3 separate regions of the Sus scrofa genome follow, and regions 2 and 3 are each linked to region 1. The links are chromatin contacts, called in public Hi-C and promoter capture Hi-C maps. All regions are on one chromosome and are shown on one strand. Each heading gives the region's core, a stretch centred on a gene start, on an enhancer-like site or on the middle of the called end of the contact. The rest is flanking DNA. Distances are from core to core; before and after follow the strand shown. Region 1 holds the start of LENG8 (leukocyte receptor cluster member 8). Region 2 holds the start of LENG1 (leukocyte receptor cluster member 1). Region 3 holds the start of CNOT3 (CCR4-NOT transcription complex subunit 3).

Evidence for each region. Promoter capture Hi-C pulls out the DNA fragments that hold promoters and counts their contacts. A called contact is a pair of places that touch in the nucleus more often than the background predicts.
Region 2: a Hi-C map of epiblast stem cells shows a contact between it and region 1, with 3 times the contacts expected there. The contact joins the promoter of LENG1 here to the promoter of LENG8 in region 1. A contact is called at or near these places in 2 of 5 promoter capture datasets (fetal skeletal muscle and liver) and 2 of 47 Hi-C or Micro-C datasets (embryonic fibroblasts and epiblast stem cells).
Region 3: a contact with region 1 is called in a promoter capture Hi-C map of fetal liver, with 9 times the contacts expected there. The contact joins the promoter of CNOT3 here to the promoter of LENG8 in region 1. A contact is called at or near these places in 3 of 5 promoter capture datasets (fetal liver, fetal skeletal muscle and liver) and 2 of 47 Hi-C or Micro-C datasets (alveolar macrophages and liver).

Annotation. Positions count from the first base shown.
Region 1 is chr6:58,869,756-58,872,455 of Sscrofa11.1, reverse strand. It overlaps LENG8 (leukocyte receptor cluster member 8), which reads left to right and starts at 1,318. Exons shown (of 16, transcript XM_021094969.1): 1 at 1,318-1,663. It overlaps TTYH1 (protein tweety homolog 1), which reads left to right. Exons shown (of 13, transcript XM_021094971.1): 13 at 1-1,664.
Region 2 is chr6:55,969,201-55,971,900 of Sscrofa11.1, reverse strand. It overlaps LENG1 (leukocyte receptor cluster member 1), which reads right to left and starts at 1,316. Exons shown (of 4, transcript XM_003127415.5): 1 at 1,099-1,316. The coding sequence starts at 1,230. TMC4 (transmembrane channel-like protein 4) reads right to left here. Exons shown (of 15, transcript XM_003127416.5): 12 at 2,557-2,687; 13 at 2,294-2,449; 14 at 1,986-2,064; 15 at 1,636-1,900. The coding sequence ends at 1,832.
Region 3 is chr6:55,991,783-55,994,482 of Sscrofa11.1, reverse strand. CNOT3 (CCR4-NOT transcription complex subunit 3) reads left to right here and starts at 1,343. Exons shown (of 18, transcript XR_002344772.1): 1 at 1,343-2,700.

The DNA.
Region 1 (2,700 bases), core at 69-2,568:
TTAGTTCTGCAGAAAGGCTCTAAGCTATTGTTATGTGTATCCCATGAGGAGGAACCAGGACTCTGCTCCAAGGCTGCACTAGGGTCTCTGGTCGGCTCCTCCCTGGTCTCTGCATCCCCTCCCTTCCCTGATTAGCTACTGCCCTTTGGAACTCAGCAAACACCATGGAGGCTGAAGCTTATCCCCTAATAACAAGAAGTGGAGGGCAGAGAAAGTCTTTTAGTGCCTAGGAGCCCCAGAGGGCACTAGCTGGGTTACAAGGTGACCCTGAAATCCCTACAGCCCATTGTCTTGAGTTTCAGACCACAGGGTGGGGGAGGGGAACTGAGGCAGAGGGCCTCCTAACAAGTGCTCTATACAATAAAGTCTAAATAGCAAGACGATAGATTTAAATTATAACCTCATTAGTATTAACACAGTTATAAACAGCTCTTTTAAAAGGCAGAGAGATTGTATGCTGGGGTAAAAAGAAAAGCTCTAACTATATGCTATCTGCAAGAAACCCATCCCTTTGAAAGTAAAGAATGCTCAACACAGTGGGGTACCCGCAATTGTACTGTGGCACATAAAGGAGACCTTACCGCGGTGAAATTCAAATAAAGTCTGCAGTTAATAGTAATGTGCCAATTTTGGTGCCTCAGTTTTAAGAAACACACTACAGTAATGTGAGGCGATGGTGTTAGGGGCTTTGGTACAGGATTGGTAGGACTCTGAAATATCTTTGCAATATTTCTGTAAACCTAAAATTACTCTAAAACAAAATGTTTAATTAAAAAAAGATTACCTCTGCTGAAAGTAACAGAATGACGTGGGGTTATCAACAGAAAAGTTTACAATAGACTATGGGAAGGAAATTGCAACTTCTCAAGTATCACTTACAGTGACAGGTCCCTGAACTGGACTGGATAATTTTATCAGAGTCGTGGAAAGAGCTGGCATACTCAACAGGTTACATGCAAGGATTGAAAGAAAAGCCTATTTACAGAGATGATCCCAATTCCTCAGCCGGACATCAATGGCCTTTCCGGATCGGTTACTTGATTACCTCCACAGACCTATCTCTTCCTAGGACCTTGCACACTTCTGCCACAGCCACCTGCACCCCGCAATCTCGTTTCCTGCCTCTGCGCACGCTGTTCCCTCTGCCAGGTGCGCTCTTCCAGTCTATTTACTACGGAAGCTCCCCTTTCCGGCTGCACGCTTTTCTCACCCCTTCCTCGAGTCCATCCTTAGGCCTCCGCATCACCGCACGGTGGGGAGTCTTAGAATTCTCAGGACGCTAATTTATGCCTATAAATAATAATGGCTGCCACCAACCGGACCAAAACAAGGTTGCGCGCACCTGCGCAGGGGAAGCGCGCTCTGCTGCCTGTGTCCCCTCGGGGCCACCGTCCCCACCTAGTGTTCCGGCTTGTGTTAAAGTGTCCATTGCGTCATTGCGTGGGCGGGAGGGCAGGCCTAAGTCAAGCTCGCGGCGTCTATTGGCTGCCCGGGGCGGAGGGAGGCGTGGCGAGGCCTCAGCGTGACGTCAAGACGCCGCCGTCGGGACGTCAAAGCCCAAGGAAGAAAAGAGCCAGCCGGGTCGCGAGAAGTTCCGTCGTCCGCAGCCGTGCTGCCGTCGTTTAGAGCCACTGCTGGCGAGCCCCGGGGGTGTACGGCCGAGGTGGGTGTTGAGAGCGGCGGCGGGGTGGGCGGGCGGGTGGAGACATTTCCTTTTGGCCGTACGCGCGGACCCGAGGCCTTGGCGGCCGTCGCACCAACGGACGCCGACCGCGAGCGACGGCCGGGTGTGGCCGGGCACGGGGCATTGCGCCTGCGCACGAGGGGTGAAGAGCGCGGCTTCGAACTCTCGCGCCTGCGCCGTCGGATTCCGCTCACCCCTTGGAATTCCAGGGCTGCGGCGGCCCTCTTCAGCCGTCTTTGACTCGGAGGTTCCACTGGGAGGTCGACGTTGCCCCGGGTGATGGGCGGCCCTTGCGCCGTCTTCCTACCCCCCAGGGACGTGGTGCGCACGCGCGACGTGGCCGGGGCGGTGGCTCCGGGTCGGGCGGCGAGGGTCCGGGCGGGCTTTTTCCTCCCCCCGGCGCCCTCCTGTGCCTTCCCTGGGTCTAGGGGACGGCTAGGTGTCCCTCGCGACTTGTTCCATTCTTCGCCCTTCAGACTCGCCCGGGAACGTCCCACCAGGCTTCCCCAGACCGTACCTTCAATCTCCTTCCTTTTTCGGCCCTCCCCCCACTATCCCCACTCGTGACCTCCCTCCGAACCCCCCCACCCCCACCCCCGGTGAACTCTCTTCTGTCTTTTCTTTAAGGCTTTTCCTTTTTAGGTCTTTGGCCAGCTCCAGACACCTGTTTCTATCCCCCCACTTCTTGTAGGGCTTTCGGGTTGTCCAGCAGGACTCGCTTTTGAGCTCTTGCGTACTTCCCACTTACTCCCTCGAATCTAGGCTCCCCCCATTCCTTGCTCCCAAAACTTGCCTTCACTTTCCTGCGGTCCTCACCATCCTCACTCTTGAGTTCCTCACTCTTGATTTTCGGATCTCCCCAGACCTCCAATGGAGGGGCTTGCCTCGTCTCTCCCAGGCCTAGCCCTGCTTCTAGGAACCTCACATGTGGGTGTCTGTCTTTAGTGGAACTTCCGGAAATTAGTCTCTTAAGAGCGTTCTAAGAACTTAATTGTGTTGCTTCCAGGGTTCCTCTC
Region 2 (2,700 bases), core at 67-2,566, 2.9 Mb after region 1:
AAAAGAAAGTTACAGGCAGAATATTCAGAACCTAGATGTGATTCAAGGAACAGTGAATCTAGTGCCAACCACAGACGGGGGCTGTAAGGAAGGGAGCAGAGGCACTCGGAGCCAGGAAAGGCACCTGCCCCAGCTTCGAGAAAAGGTGGAGAAATAAGGCAATATCTGGGTTTGCAAGCTACCTTTCAAACAGAAAACCAGAGGGATTCCGAATTTCCAGTGACACAATAAAAACAGCTATTAATGGAGTTCCCTTGTGACGCAGCGGGTTAAGGACCCCGCCTTGTCACTGCAGCAGCTCAAGTCGCTGCTAAGGCTCAGGTTCAGTCCCTGGCCTGGGAACTCCCACATGCGGTGGGCACTGCCAAAAAAAAACAAACAGAAAAACCGCTATGAAGGCAACCAAAACATGTATTAGAACAGGTGATCTGAATTCCAGGTTGGGCTTCGAGTCACTATCCCCGGTTGGTTTGCAATTTCTAGTGATAAATGAGAATTTTAAAAGCCCTAACTATCCCCCAGCCAGTGCTGACCACCAAATTAGCTAAAGGACTGGAAGTGAGGTGTAAATCAAACAGGTGAGGAGTTACAAAGACTGCCTCTGGTGTTTCTGTGTGGCCGGCAGTGCAGGCAAAGGGCTCGCCCGATAAAACTGAATTGCCTTGTTCCACTGTCATTTCGCTGTGGCCTCCTCTCTGAAGGCATCTCACCCCTCTGCAAAATAGAAATGATAGCGCCTCCTCTAAGAATGAACGGTGCTTGAGATATTTTGCAAGTCAAGCGTTCTGCAGCAGGCGCTCACTAAATGGGGACTTTGCGCAGGCAAACTGAAAAGTAGCCCGGGTTTCCTTGAACTACTCAGGGCTTCGTTTTTTCATGAGCTCCTACTATGGCCTCGAGAAGTACAGGAGCGGGGGAAGAGCAAGAGCGGCGAGAGTTCAAGGAGAGCTAATCAAAGCACTAGGAGAAGATACTTCCAAAGCACCCAGCCCCAAATTCCCCACGGTGTGCCCTGCGCCTGCGCGCCGCACCGCTTCCGGTCCCTCCCGAGGAGCCTGCGCGCTCAGCCCCGGAGCCCCGGCCGGGCTCGGTGCTTACCTCTTGCTGAGCGAGAAGCACCCTCCGCTCACGCTCTTTCTCTTCCTCCCGGGCTTGGGCCTCGTCACGCCGCACGCGGGCCACATTGTCCTTGTTCCGGACGTGCCAGCTCTTCTTGGGTAGGATATTCATGGCGCCGTAGCTGTCCGCGAACTGGCAGGCCCGCCTCCTAGCACTTCCGATTGGCAGGAGGATGGCCCCTCCCTGTTGTTTCTGCCTCGGTCACGGATTGGTCCTAGACTACTTGGCACGCCCCCCCGGGTCCGTAGCAAAGGCTGATTGGCTGAGACCCCCACCTCCCATCGCGGAGCATCGCGCGTGCGGTCGCCCAGCGACGGCCTCTCCTGAAGATCCCGAGTCCATCACAAGTGTCCCCGCCCTGACGCTGCCGAACGCAGCCGCTGATTGGCTGACACGCCCACCAGGTGTTCTCGAGGAAATGCCCTCCACACCAACCCTCCCCGGCCAACGCATTTGATTGGCTTCTGTCTCGCTGAAGTCTTGCCCCCGGCTTCCGGACACAAGTTTCAAAAAGCGTTCAGCAGCCTCCGTTGTGTTTATTGATACAAGAAAGGGGTTCACTGGAGAGGCAGCGACCCCCAGGGCTGGAAAGGCATGGGATGTTCTCCAGTTCTTTCATTTTCCAAACGACGCGGCCGAGACCTTCAAAGGATCTGGGGGTGGGTCTCTGTCTGAAAGCGAGACGTCGTCACCCTGAACCAGGCTGGGAAGGTCAAAGAGCTCCGTTGGCCGAGCTCAGTGCCACAGCGCGCTGTGCCAGGAAGACTTTATTCTGTGCCTCCTGGGGTAAAGGGTAAAGAGAGGTGGAGGTGAGACAGATCTCTAGATTCCCCGGGACCCCTTGCCAAGGACCCGGCCTGACTCACCGTCTCTATCTGGCGTTTGAGCTCAGAGATGAGGCGTCCATATGAGTTAGCCAGGGCCACAGTATATGCCATCAGGATGCTAGAGGAGACGGAATGAAAGCCACTCCCCAAACACGCTTAGTGTATCTTCGACGTAAGACTCTTTTAGAAACCAGGGGCCCGGACCTCCTTCAGACTCAAGAAGTCTAGTATCCCAGTTCCCTTCTTCCCGCAGACCCAGAAGTTTGGGCCCCCAGCCCCCTCCGTTCTCGGAAGTAGGACCCCAGATCACACGTTCAAACCCGGATGCAGGAGTCTGGGGCCCTCACCTGGATAACAGCAGAAGGGGCACAGCAAATGCCTGGGTCCCCAGGAAGAAGAGAAAATTCTGGGCAGTCTCGGGGAGGCTTCCGATAGACTTAGGGATCTCGGACCAGATGGACAACTGCCCCCGGAATGGACCACACAGCTTAGAAGGTGGGATCCTGAAGTCAGAGACAGACAGGCAGAGCTCCAGGATGGCCACAAGTCAGAACCTTGGAGGGAAGTGGGAAGAGGGAGGGAAAGAGAGGCAGGTGCCTCTCACACTTACACGAAGATGCCATATAGCACAGGAACGGCGGAGATGGCCAGACCCAGGAGAAGCACCAGGGGGAAAAAGAAATTCACAGTAGAGGCCCGAAATGTGCGGGAGGCCGGGGAGCAGGTGGAGAAGAGGGTGAGCTGGCGCAGGAAG
Region 3 (2,700 bases), core at 94-2,593, 2.9 Mb after region 1:
GATCGAACCTGTGCCATGAGCCACAGCAGTGAGAACACCAGATCCTTCACCCGTTGCGCCACCAGGGAACTCCCAGGACTTCTTTTAGTTGCCCAGGAGGTGGGCGCACAGGGCAGAACCAGCCCTGTGGGGAGTGAGGCCTCTTGGGCTTCTCTGTGGGTCTCTTTCTGGCACACTGGGTCCTGAGACCTCTCTGGGACTCCCCTGTCATCACCTGGGATTCTGTGTATCTTTGGACCCCAGTCCCTCCCTCAGCCCAGGGCTTTGTCTCTGGACTGCAGTGGCCCTCTCTCAATTTCTCCCTTCCCTCACCTGAAAGAGTCTGCATACCTGGGAGTTTCATGCATTCTTTCTTTTTTTTGGGGGGGAGGGGGGAGGTTTCCAGGGCTGCACCCACAGCATATAGAAGTCCCCAGGCTAAGGGTCAAAACGGAGCTGCAGTTGCCGGCCTACACCACAGCCGCAGCAACCCACTGAATGGGGACCAGGGATCAAACCCAAATCTTCATGGATACAGTCGGGTTCATTACCACTGAGCCATAACGGGAACTCCTAGGAGGTTCTTTCTAATGGCCAAATTACCCCAGGTCACACAGCTCATTCCCCAGGTTTATCCCTGAACTTTTAAATCAGCCTTGCTTAGAAGTGACCCACCTTTGGGAGTTCCCGTCGTGGCTCAGTGCTTACTGAACCTGCCTAGCATGCATGAGGATGCAGGTTCGATCCCTGGCCTCACTCAGTGGGCTAAGGATCCGGTGTTGCCGTGAGCTGTGGTGTAGGTCGCAGATGCGGCTCAGATCTGGCGTTGCTGTGGCGTGGCTGTGGTGTAGGCCAGCAGCTACAGCTCCGATTCGACCCCTAGCCTGAGAACCTCCATATGCTACAGGTACGGCCCTAAAAGACAAAAAAAAAAAAAAAAAAAAAAAAGTGACCACCTTTGCCGATCTCTGCCTATGCGTGTGCCAGGGAAGGGCAGTCTGTGCACAGCTCTTCAGAGTCCCCTTCTCCCCTGGCCAGAAGGAATCTAACAGGAGGCCAGGGACATGGAGGTGGGAGTCTCCAGAAGGAATCTGAGTCACCTGGCCCTACCGTTCTGCATACCCTTGGAGTTTTTCAAAGGTTAACATGCTTCAGAATTGCCTGGAAGGACTCTCGAACTGGGTTTCAGAGCCCAGAGTGTCTGACCAAGTTGGTCTATGGCGGGACTCAAAGCGGTGCATTTCTAACCACTTCCCAGGTGGTGGTGATGTTGCTGGATGCAGGGACCCTACTTTGAAAACCACTAGAAAATTCCCTACCAGATGAGCTGCGTGTTGGAATCAACTCCGGGGTCTTTAATCACTCATGTCTGGTTCCCTTCCCGAGAAACTCTGATGTAATCAGTCTAGGGCAAGGCCTGGGTATCTGGATTTTTTTTAAGCCCTCAGGTGATTCTCGTGTGCAGCTAAGTTCGTGAACAACTGCCCTGGGCCCTTGCTACTTAAAAAATGTGAACTGTGGGTATCAGCGTCACCTGGGAATCTGTTAGAACCGCAGAATCTGCACTTGACAAATCTCCCAGCGACTCCTGAGACATCTAAAAAGCACTGCTCCATCCAGAGACCACACTTTGAATAACAGGACTTTGCTGCATCACTAATAATCACCCAGGAAGTTTGTGAAAATGCAGATCCCTGGGCTTTATTCCCCAGGTCTGTGTGGGCCCAAGAACAGTGCATTTTTACAAGAATGGTCTGCCTGCAGTGGGCGACTCTGATGCAGGACCGCCCATGCATCTCCCTGGGATTTACCTCACTTTCCTCCACCTAAAGGAGATGAGCATGTCTGACTTGCCGTCTTGACTGTGTGACCCAGGGCAAACGCCTCCCGGATAGTAAAGCACCAGTACTTTGCAAGCCTCAACCGCAAGTCATTCCCCGTGTTCATCCGTGTGTTCATTCAATGCAAACGGTTGCCAAGCGCTGGGCATTCAAAAATCCGGAGGGGGCGTCTCAAATAACCACGAAAATGACGGTATACTTGCAAAAGTAGATTTTCATGAACAGTGCTCGTGAGCCATCAGCAAGGGAGGCCAGGGAGAGAAAACCACCGAGGTGAGGTCTGACCGGTGTTAGGAGACAACCGTGAAGGGGCACGGGGAATCTCATCTGTACCTTCTGCAGCGCCCTCACAGCGCCAAGCAAACGGAGGTGCAGAGGAGTTACTGTTCCACGGTCACGTCACCACTCAGGGGAAGAACAAAAACTATGCCTCCACAGCGCTTCCCAACCAGTTCAGCTATGCGTGGTGCCGGTGACTTGGGACATTGTCTTTGGCTTCCTTCCTTCTTTTTCTTCCTTCTTCTGAATCTCAGAGGCATGCCAAATACAGGCACCTGGAGAAGACACTGCGGCTGACAGGGACAGGCCTGGCCCGCCAGGACACAAGCGAGGCGGAAGGATGCACCCGGGTCCCAAGCCTGCCTGCTATGCCTGGTTTCACACGCCTTAGGAGCGGGTGCCGCCCACTCGCCACACTATTGGACACGTTGCGGTGAAAGATAACAGGGCCGTCGAAGGGGGAGGGGGTGGATCCTCTTGCCCGGCTCCTCCCTCTCGGCCCAGAGGCTGTCTCGATTGGCAGAAGACTTCAGCTTGGCCCCGGCTTTGAAAGCACCTGTCCGTCTCCCATTAGGTACGCGGCCTTTAACGCCCACTCTCC